Linked DNA regions of Mus musculus: region 1 is linked to region 2. Evidence: chromatin contacts called from public promoter capture Hi-C data. All regions are on one chromosome and are shown on one strand. Each heading gives the region's core, a stretch centred on a gene start, on an enhancer-like site or on the middle of the called end of the contact. The rest is flanking DNA. Distances are from core to core; before and after follow the strand shown.

The links. Promoter capture Hi-C pulls out the DNA fragments that hold promoters and counts their contacts.
Region 1: a contact with region 2 is called in a promoter capture Hi-C map of pre-B cells, with 4 times the contacts expected there. The contact joins the promoter of Nipa2 here to the promoter of Hps5 in region 2. A contact is called at or near these places in 3 of 39 promoter capture datasets (frontonasal cranial neural crest, pre-B cells and second pharyngeal arch cranial neural crest) and 1 of 484 Hi-C or Micro-C datasets (uterus).

What each region holds. Positions count from the first base shown.
Region 1 is chr7:55,961,107-55,965,307 of GRCm38.p6, forward strand. It overlaps Nipa2 (non imprinted in Prader-Willi/Angelman syndrome 2 homolog (human)), which reads right to left and starts at 1,387. Exons shown (of 7, transcript NM_001256130.1): 1 at 1,094-1,387; 2 at 346-466. It overlaps A230056P14Rik (RIKEN cDNA A230056P14 gene), which reads left to right and starts at 1,425. Exons shown (of 6, transcript NR_015495.2): 1 at 1,425-1,566.
Region 2 is chr7:46,793,416-46,797,887 of GRCm38.p6, forward strand. Hps5 (HPS5, biogenesis of lysosomal organelles complex 2 subunit 2) reads right to left here and starts at 2,466. Exons shown (of 23, transcript NM_001005247.2): 1 at 2,013-2,466. It overlaps Gtf2h1 (general transcription factor II H, polypeptide 1), which reads left to right and starts at 2,679. Exons shown (of 15, transcript NM_008186.4): 1 at 2,679-2,873.

The DNA.
Region 1 (4,201 bases), core at 137-2,636, 9.2 Mb after region 2:
AAAACTAAAGAAAACAACATTATCAGTCATTCTCCACCTTATTTTTCCTGATGGGGCCTCTCAATCAACCTAAAGTTTACTGACTCAACAAGACAAGCTAGACAAGAGGTGGGCAGGAACCTCCGGGCAGTGGTGGCGCATGCCATTAATCCCAGCACTAGGGAGGCAGAGGAGGCCAGCCTGGTCTACAGAGTGAGTTCCAGGACAGCCAGGACTACACAGAGAAACCCTGTCTCTATAAAAATCAAAACAAAAAACAACCAAACAACCAAACAAAAAAATACTACAGAACCTAATCTCCGATCTAACTTAGCAATACTGTTAGAAATTAAAATTTTAACTTACATGTAAGTTTAATATGGTCTTTCTTTTAAAAAACAGAGATGATTTATTCATTCTCATTTTCTTGGAAACGCTATCCTTTATTCCCATTTAAAGTATTTAACCACGGCAGAGTAGTTCCACCCTGGAAAGAAGAAAATATGGAAGTAGGTGAAAGGACAGAAAATTACTAAATACTTAGATATATAGTTACTGGCCTTCCTGTTCTTTCACTTAGTAAGTACTGTAAGAGCTTCTACATACAGCTTACTGGAATGAAAAACGTCAAATCTCAGACTTCCTCTTTTAACTTTAAAAATAATTAATATGGTATCAAACGGGCACATGATATAGAATCTAAAGAAACTGCACTCAAGACCACTCCTAAACTAAATGCCTTGCCATTATCGTAGAGAAATCAAAGAAGCAGGAACCCCAAACCCTGCATTTTGTGTAAACCCTATTAAGTGCCAGGGAACTGAGTCAAGCAAGCTCAAAACGTTACAGCAAGCCGAAACCATCTTCTGAAAACTCACGAAGGCAAATAAAACTGATATGCAGAACTTAACGAGTACGCGACCGGACAGGGCCAACCAGCCAGACTTCTGCCGGATTGAATGGCAATCAATCCGACTCACTGCGGATCACCAGGGAAGCTGCGTCCACCCCAGAACACGCGAAAAAGCAAGTCGCCCCGGGGCCCTTCTCCGACCTCAGGCGGCCGACACAGCCCGCAGCTCCGCCCTGGAGCTCGCTTACAGGAAGTAGCTACCTTAGGGCCGTCGCAGGCCGGCGGGCGACTCGGCTCCCTCCGGGACGCGACCCCGGTGCCCGCTCAGACCCCCACGCAGGCAGCTCGCTCCTGCGCGCACACAGCCACCGTCTCCGGCGACGTCCCGCGGGAAGTTCGTGCATCCGAGACTGCAGTGAGCGCCGCCTCCTCCATGGGAGAGCCGAGAGGAGCCTACCTCGGACAGCCTTCGGCCGCACCGCGGCCAGCACCAGAAGAGCCGCCGAGAACCTGCCGGGAAACCTGGGCGCAGACTAGTGACGTAAACCGCGCGCGCTGGGCAGGCACAGCTCAGGCCCCGCCTCCGCAAGGCTCTTCGCCCCGCCCTGACAGCGAGCCGGAGGAGCCGTACCTTCTAAGGTCATCTTTGCTCACCTACTCATCAAAAATCCAGCCCTGTTATTTAAAATCCGATTTCCTGGGAGTCTTCACGTGGGACCTTTGGGATGGAGGAGGTGGGTTTGACCGCAAAGGGCGGAAGTGGGCGGGACAAGGAGGCAGGTTTCCAGGGAAGAGACAGTAAAGCTTGTGGAGGAGGACCTTGTGATTTGGACAAGAGATCTTTTCCACGAGATGCACAGGAAACAAAGTAATAGCTTTTTCTCGGCTGCTTTTGCTTTGAAAAGACCATTGAAGGCTGCTGAAAATCCTTGTTTACAGGATATGTTACTCCAAGAACATTTGTTTGGGTGTGTTTGGGAGGGAGATCCTTGTAAAATGAATTATACATTTATTGAAACATTAAAAACAGCACTGTAGTTTTCCTATCTCCTATGCTAATGCTTTGGACGTGATGGTCTAAAACATTGAGGGAGTGGCTAAGTAGCTAATTTAAAAGCTACTCTGCTGTGAACTTGACAACCAGATACCCAAGTGTCTTAGAACTGGCTCTTGAGGACTTATTTTGCTCAATTTTTAGGGTAGGCTAATTTCTAGATGACATGCAAGTGGGACTTTGATGATCAGGTAAATACAGAATGACTCCAATTTTTCCACCTTTCCATGTGTCCACAAATTTTACAGTACCTGCATCTCCACTCTCCCTGAATCTGCATTGGCTGGGGGAATGGTATTGAGCAAAGAAAAATGCAATGAAACTTGATAAGAAGCCCGGACTGGTGGGCAGGAGGGAATAATGGAGAACAAATGTAGTACAATGTAGACCAGGAACAAAGCCACCATACTGACTTCCTTCCTGGCTAACTCAGAATTGCTGGCAAGGGTCAGGTTGGTTCACATCAGCAAAACTGCCCCACTGACCCATCGGCCTAAAAGAAAGAATAAGTGATTGCCACCTCATTTTGGTTTAAATTGATAGGCAGCAATAACTTAACTGATAAAGATGGCAACAGACATCTCCAAAGACCTGTTGATTATCATAAAGGCACTGGTTGGTTCATTTGAACAGGTGTGTGCCGTATGTGGGATCAGCATTGTAATTTAACCGTGGTAGAGAATTATCTTGTGGCACCTCCCTCTCCCTTCCCTTCCTCCTTCTCACTCCCTCCTCCCCATTGTCCTAAACATCCAAGGTACAGATCCTTCTCATCCATCTGCTTTCATCATTACAATCCTTTAGCTACTGTCACACTCATTATCTGGTCCTCCAAGCCAGTACTCACATCACACAGTGGAGTGAGTGTGGTGTGTGTGTGTGTGTATGTGTGTGTGTGTGTGTGAGTGCCTATTTAGTATGCTGCGGGCTCCTTAAATGCGCAAATCATTTTTCTAAGTCATAATGTTCCATATCTAATATTGTGTGACTGTTCAAGCAGTGATCATGGGTACCTTTAAAGTTTTAAAATCTAATTTTTGTAGGCCCTTAGGAGACAGAAACAGCAGGATTGCCACAAATTGAAGACTAGCCTGAGCTACATACACATTTTCAGGGAAGCTTGGTTACAGCGTGAGACATTGTTTCCAAAGGAAAACAAAACAAAAGAAAAGTTAAATAATATTGTAATTCTCATATGTTCCTGATGGAATTTAAACTAGCACAACCTTGGGAAATGGACTGACAGCTTCTACAAAAGTTGAATATAGTTAAACATGGTAGCAGATACCTTTAATTCCAGCACTTAGAAGGCAGAGTTCAACCCAGTCTGGTCTACACAGGAAGTTCCAGGACAGATAGGGCTATATAGACAGATGGTGTCTCAAAAAAAAAAAAAAAGCTAAACATACTACAACCATATGACCCAACTGTTTAAGTTATCTATCAAAAAGAAATGAAAACATTCATATAAGCATGAGAGAAATTGTAAATAAATATTCTATAGCTACAGCGGTTATATTTGCAATGACAACAAGCACACCTGTACACATCGCAAATAGCCTAATGTGAGTGGGAAACTAGCCAGTAATAAAACGAAGTGAACTACTGATAGATGCTATAAAATGACTGAGTCTCTGAGAAGTGAAAGCCAGCCTCTCCTTGTACATAAAATATCTGGCTAAGAGAATTAAAAGGAAATGGGAGCTGGAGAGAGGGCTCAGCTGGTAAGAACACTGGCTGCTCTTCCATAAGACCAGGGTTCGATTCCCAGCACCCACATGGCAGCTCACCAGTGTAACTCTAGTTCCAGAGGATCTGGCACCCTTGCACAGACAAACATGCAGGCAAACACATCAATGCACATAAATAATAATAAATCTTGGAAAAGAAAATCTAGGGACTAGGAAGTAGCACATAGTGACAAAAAGTGATGGTGTGGGCACGGAGGGGCAAGAAAAGCAGGTTTCAAGGACCCAAAGGAAACTGGCATAACGACTGTTTTCAGTTTTGTTCCTGATGTGACTTTCATCACATACACTGCATGATATGCTTGTGGTGGTTTGAATATGCTTGGCCTATTATTAGGAGGTGTGGCCTTGTTGGAGTAGGTGTCACTGTGGTGGTGGTATTTGAGGTCAGATATGCAAGCTCCACCCAGTGCACAGAGAGTACCCTTCTCAGTGCCTTTGAATCAAGATGTACTCTTAGCTCCTTCTCTAGCACCATGTCTGCCCCAATTAAATGCTGTCTTTTATAAGAGCTGCCTTATTCATGGTGCGTCTTCACAGCAATGGAATCCTAACCAAGAAAACACA
Region 2 (4,472 bases), core at 1,216-3,715:
TATGCTGGGCATTGTTCTAGAGATAACAGAGGGGGAAACAAAGCCCTCATCTTCTCAGAGCACAGCTGCCCTTGGGAAAGCATTCAGAAACATGTGGAGGTTTGTTTTCCTTATTTTTGGTGTTAGAGAATAAAACCCAAGATCTTTACATACTGGGCATGTCTCCTATCACTGACTGTGCCCCTGTCCTTCAACGTGACTTTTTAAATTATATACATATAATACAGCTTTATTCTCTGCTAGTAACATATTCTTATTACAGCTTGACCTCTGCAAGAATTGTATTCTGAAACAAGTCTAAATAAATAAATAAGTAAAACCACCCCCCCAAAAAATTTAGCATGACAACATTCAAAATATTTAACAATTCCTTATCCAAGAAAACTAATTTTTAGTCACTTATTTTATTGAGTAGTTAGTAAAATAATAAGCGTAATCATGAGGATAAATAAAAGAATTCTGGAAATCAATTCTAGTCAAAAAGAAAGTCACCAACACCATACATGTGTACAAACACACATACAATTCTCCTAAAGGATAACAGCAAGTCAAAGAAAACTTCCTAAAGAAATACTCCCAGGCCAGCGTTTGTTAGGAGGGAGGGAAAGGCAGCTGGCAGAGCTGAGACAGCAAAAGTGCTGGATGCGGTTTAGAATTACCCACCTTGGACTTTAGTCCTCGGTTAAATATAAAATGCAAATTTGGGCTCAAGGTACAAAACACTTCCAACTCTAAACCAAGGAACCTAAACCCAAGACAGTAGGTCACAGAGTCACGGAAGGATTTAATGAGGAGTTTGTACAGTTTCTGTAAAGTGTATGGGCAGATGCTAGGATACAGAGATGTTAAAGTAAGGAGTGATAAGTCAGTGAAAGTCAAGCCTTCCTACTACCCAGGAAATCTGTGGGAAGAAGAAACCTCTCTCTTGACATTCTGAATAGAGGAGACTTAAAACTGACTTCTAGCTAGTACTCGTTAAAAGCAAATGTGATCTCATCTCTTCTTTTCTAAGCTTCCTCTCCCATCTTACCCTATTATTCAGCTATCCTGAACTCTTCCCTTCCTTCTTCTGTCCATAAATGTGAATTTCTGGAGCCTTAATTATGCGGTTCATTAAATATTCTCAACCAATAAGTTTTCTAAAAAACTGAGCTTAAACATTACCTCTGTGTGCTACTAGGAAGAAAAAACTTTAAAATGCTAGCTTCTTAGAAGATGGCAAATCAGTGAACATCTACCATCTTTTTAAAAGGTTGGCTTTCCCAAGGGTCACAATGCTAAAAATAATAATAATAATAATAATGATAAAGGCAAACGTGGAGGAGGAAGAGGAGGGCCCAAGAAATGGTTTATTGCTATGCTTGGTGATCCCAGGGGCCCAAGAACTCACAGAAAGATAGGAGAGAACCAATTACAAAAAGCTGAGGTGTCAACCGGGCAGTGGTGGAGCACACCTTTAATTCCAGCACTTGGGAGGCAGAGACAGGCAGATTTCTGAGTTCCAGGCCAGTCAAGTATATAGAGTGAGTCCCAGGACAGCCGGGGCTACACAGAGAAACCCTGTCTCGAGAAAACAAAACAAAACAAAACAAAAAAACAGAAACAAAACAAACAAACAAAAAAAACAGAAACAAAACAAACAAACAAAAAAACTGCGGTGCCATGCCACCTTCTCCCCCAATAATAAATGAAAGTAGAATTTATGTGAGATCGAAACATCTTTCTCACTTCCCAAGATTATTTTTATAATTCAAGAGTGGTAGACAGTGATTGCTGCTCACAAAGCCAAAGCAAACCATGGTGTATCTAATCCCACAAGGTGCGTGGAAGGAAAGGCTCGAAAGACGCAAAGTAACAACGATTGAAGAAATTATGCAAAGGGGAGTTAATAGACTTTATTTCCACAATAGGAACTTCCTTATCCAATAATGATCAGGAAACTCTACCTCAGAAAACTTAACGACTCGCTCATGCTTGCATGCATTCATTCATTCAACGTTCTAAGTGCCTACCGTGTTCTAGGCCCTGGAGGCGCTGCTGGAGATGAAGGATGCGCAGCAGACCAAGTCCCTGACCACAAGGAGCTCCCGTCAATCACAGCTAACTTTTATGACTTTAAACCGCAGCTGTCACTCTGGAGAAGTCCAGGAAGCAGGTTTTCCAAGCCAGGTTCACAGAACCTCAGGCTGACTAGCGGGCCGAGTTCCGCCCCCCCCAGAGACCAGCGATCGCTTTCACCGAGCAGGCTCCACAGACACTCAACACCCCTTGACAGCGGAACCTGAACCTCACACACCCTGTCACCCCGCCCCCTCCCTGGCAACGTCATCCAGGGGCGCCAGGGACCGGAGGAAAGCGCTGTTAACGGCACTTCCTCGTCACGTGACGATCACGCCCCTCCCCGCGCGTGCTCCCTCCCCCTCCAGCCGCGGGTCGCGATTCCGCTCCCTGCGGCCTGCAGTCTGGGAGCCGCCTCGGGCCGACGACGCACCACGGAGCCGGACCGGATGCTCTCTAGGGAGAAAGGCGAGCCAAGCCGAATCCCCGAAACTCTCCGCCGCTCGAGACCGGAGGAGGAGAAGCGAAACAGGCGGGAATCGGTGGGGGAGGGCGGGAGCTAGCGGAAGGTGTCATGGCGGCCGCGGTGGTGGTCACGTGCTCCGGAGGCCCGCCCCGGCGTTTCCGGTCACGTGCCCTCAGCGCCCTCGCAGCCAGCGATGGAGGCGAGACCCCCCGGCAACAGAGGCGGTGGCGACGGCTGCGGCCGCAGGGGTTCAGCCTCCTCCGTGCAGCGGCTGTGAGAAGCGCGGCGGAGGCAGATCCGACGGGACGCGCTTCCCGCGCCCCAGACCAGAGACCGTAGCTCCCACCTGGTAAGTTGAGACCGAAGAATGGGGTTGGGCGGGCGTGGAGGGTCTGACAGGCCCCGGGGGCGCGGGGCCAGGCGGATCGAGCCCTTCGCTGTAGTCGTCTCCACGACACTACAGGCTGGCTGTGTGGTTTGCCTTTCTTCTCCCGGAATGGGAAGGAGGTGCCCTGACCCTTAATCTACTGCCCGAAGGCATTAGGTTCTTCCGCTGGGAGGGACTGGAAGGATCAGACTCACCTGAGAACGAAGGAAGTGAGGCTTCTCCGAGACACCGAGGCCCTTCCCGTTAGGGAGCCTGCCCGGGAGAGGCTTTCTTTTCCTGTTAAAGAAGTCCTCTAACCTTGGTGTCCTCGTGCCTTCTTGCTTCCACCTGTCATCCTGCTCTTCAAACTGTTATTAAAACTTGAGCCACGCACCCAGTTCTAGCTATGACCAGTTTGACAGTCATGTAGTGTAAAGTGAACCATCAATACATGGAAGTATGTGATTATTTTTATAAATTCTCCAGTGTTCTTAGAAACTAAATTCATGTGAAGTTGACCTCACATGTCTATTTTACCATCTGCAAAACAAGGGTGGGGAAAAGATGTTAAAACGTATGCCCAGGGCTACAGTGAAATGGCTCAACTGGTAAAGGTGCTTGCTGCCAAACCTGAGTTCCATCTCTGGGACCCACGTGGTGGAGGGAGAACCGATCTCCGGAAGTTGTGTCCTCAACGTATACACAGTTTAATTTGGGATTTTTGTTTGCTTGTTTTTGTTCTTCGTTGTTGGCTTTTGTTTGGTTGGTTTGGCTTTCTGTCTTTTGATGTTGTCCATTTAAAGACACCAGTTTAAAATATGGTAAAACAGGTTTCTGAGTTAGGAATGCAGCTTAAAGCTAAGAGTTCTTGCTAGGCACCTGTAAGATCCTGGGTTTCATTTCCAGAACTGGCAAAAAAAAAAAACAGGACTGTAGGTAGAGCCCAATGTAAATTGCTTGGTAAGCATGCAGGCCTGGGTACAGAAAACTGGCTTGAAGCACACTAAGGGCTTGGCTCCAATCAATATTCTCAATATCTAGCCTTGTGACTTCCTTTCCTTCCTCTCCTGACCCTCCATTTCCCACACAGGTTTTCTCTGTATAACAGCCCTGACTGGCCTTGAACTCACAGGGATCGATTGCCTCTGATTCTTGAATGGTAAGATTAAAGGTGTACACTACCACACCTAACCCTAGACTTGTGATTTCCTTTTTTTTTTAAGTTGGTTGATTTTACTACTGTATATTGGTGTTCTGTCTACCTGTGGGTTTCTATGGTGGTGTCAGATCCCCTAGAACTGGAAGTATAGTTGTGAATGGCCATGTGGGTGCTAGAATTGAACCTTGGGTCCTTTGGGAGAGTAGCCGGTGCTCTTAATGGCTGAGTCATTGCTCCAGCCCCAGTGATTTTCAAACATTTTAAAGACATGAAACATTTCTTCCATGAATTTATGCCTGGAATTCCAACATAAAACTACATCGAAGCTGGGAGTTCATGGCACAGGCCCTTTTTTTTTTTTTTTTTTTTGGTTTTTAAGGACACCTAAAAACATTTTGAAAACCACTAAGCCAAAATTATCA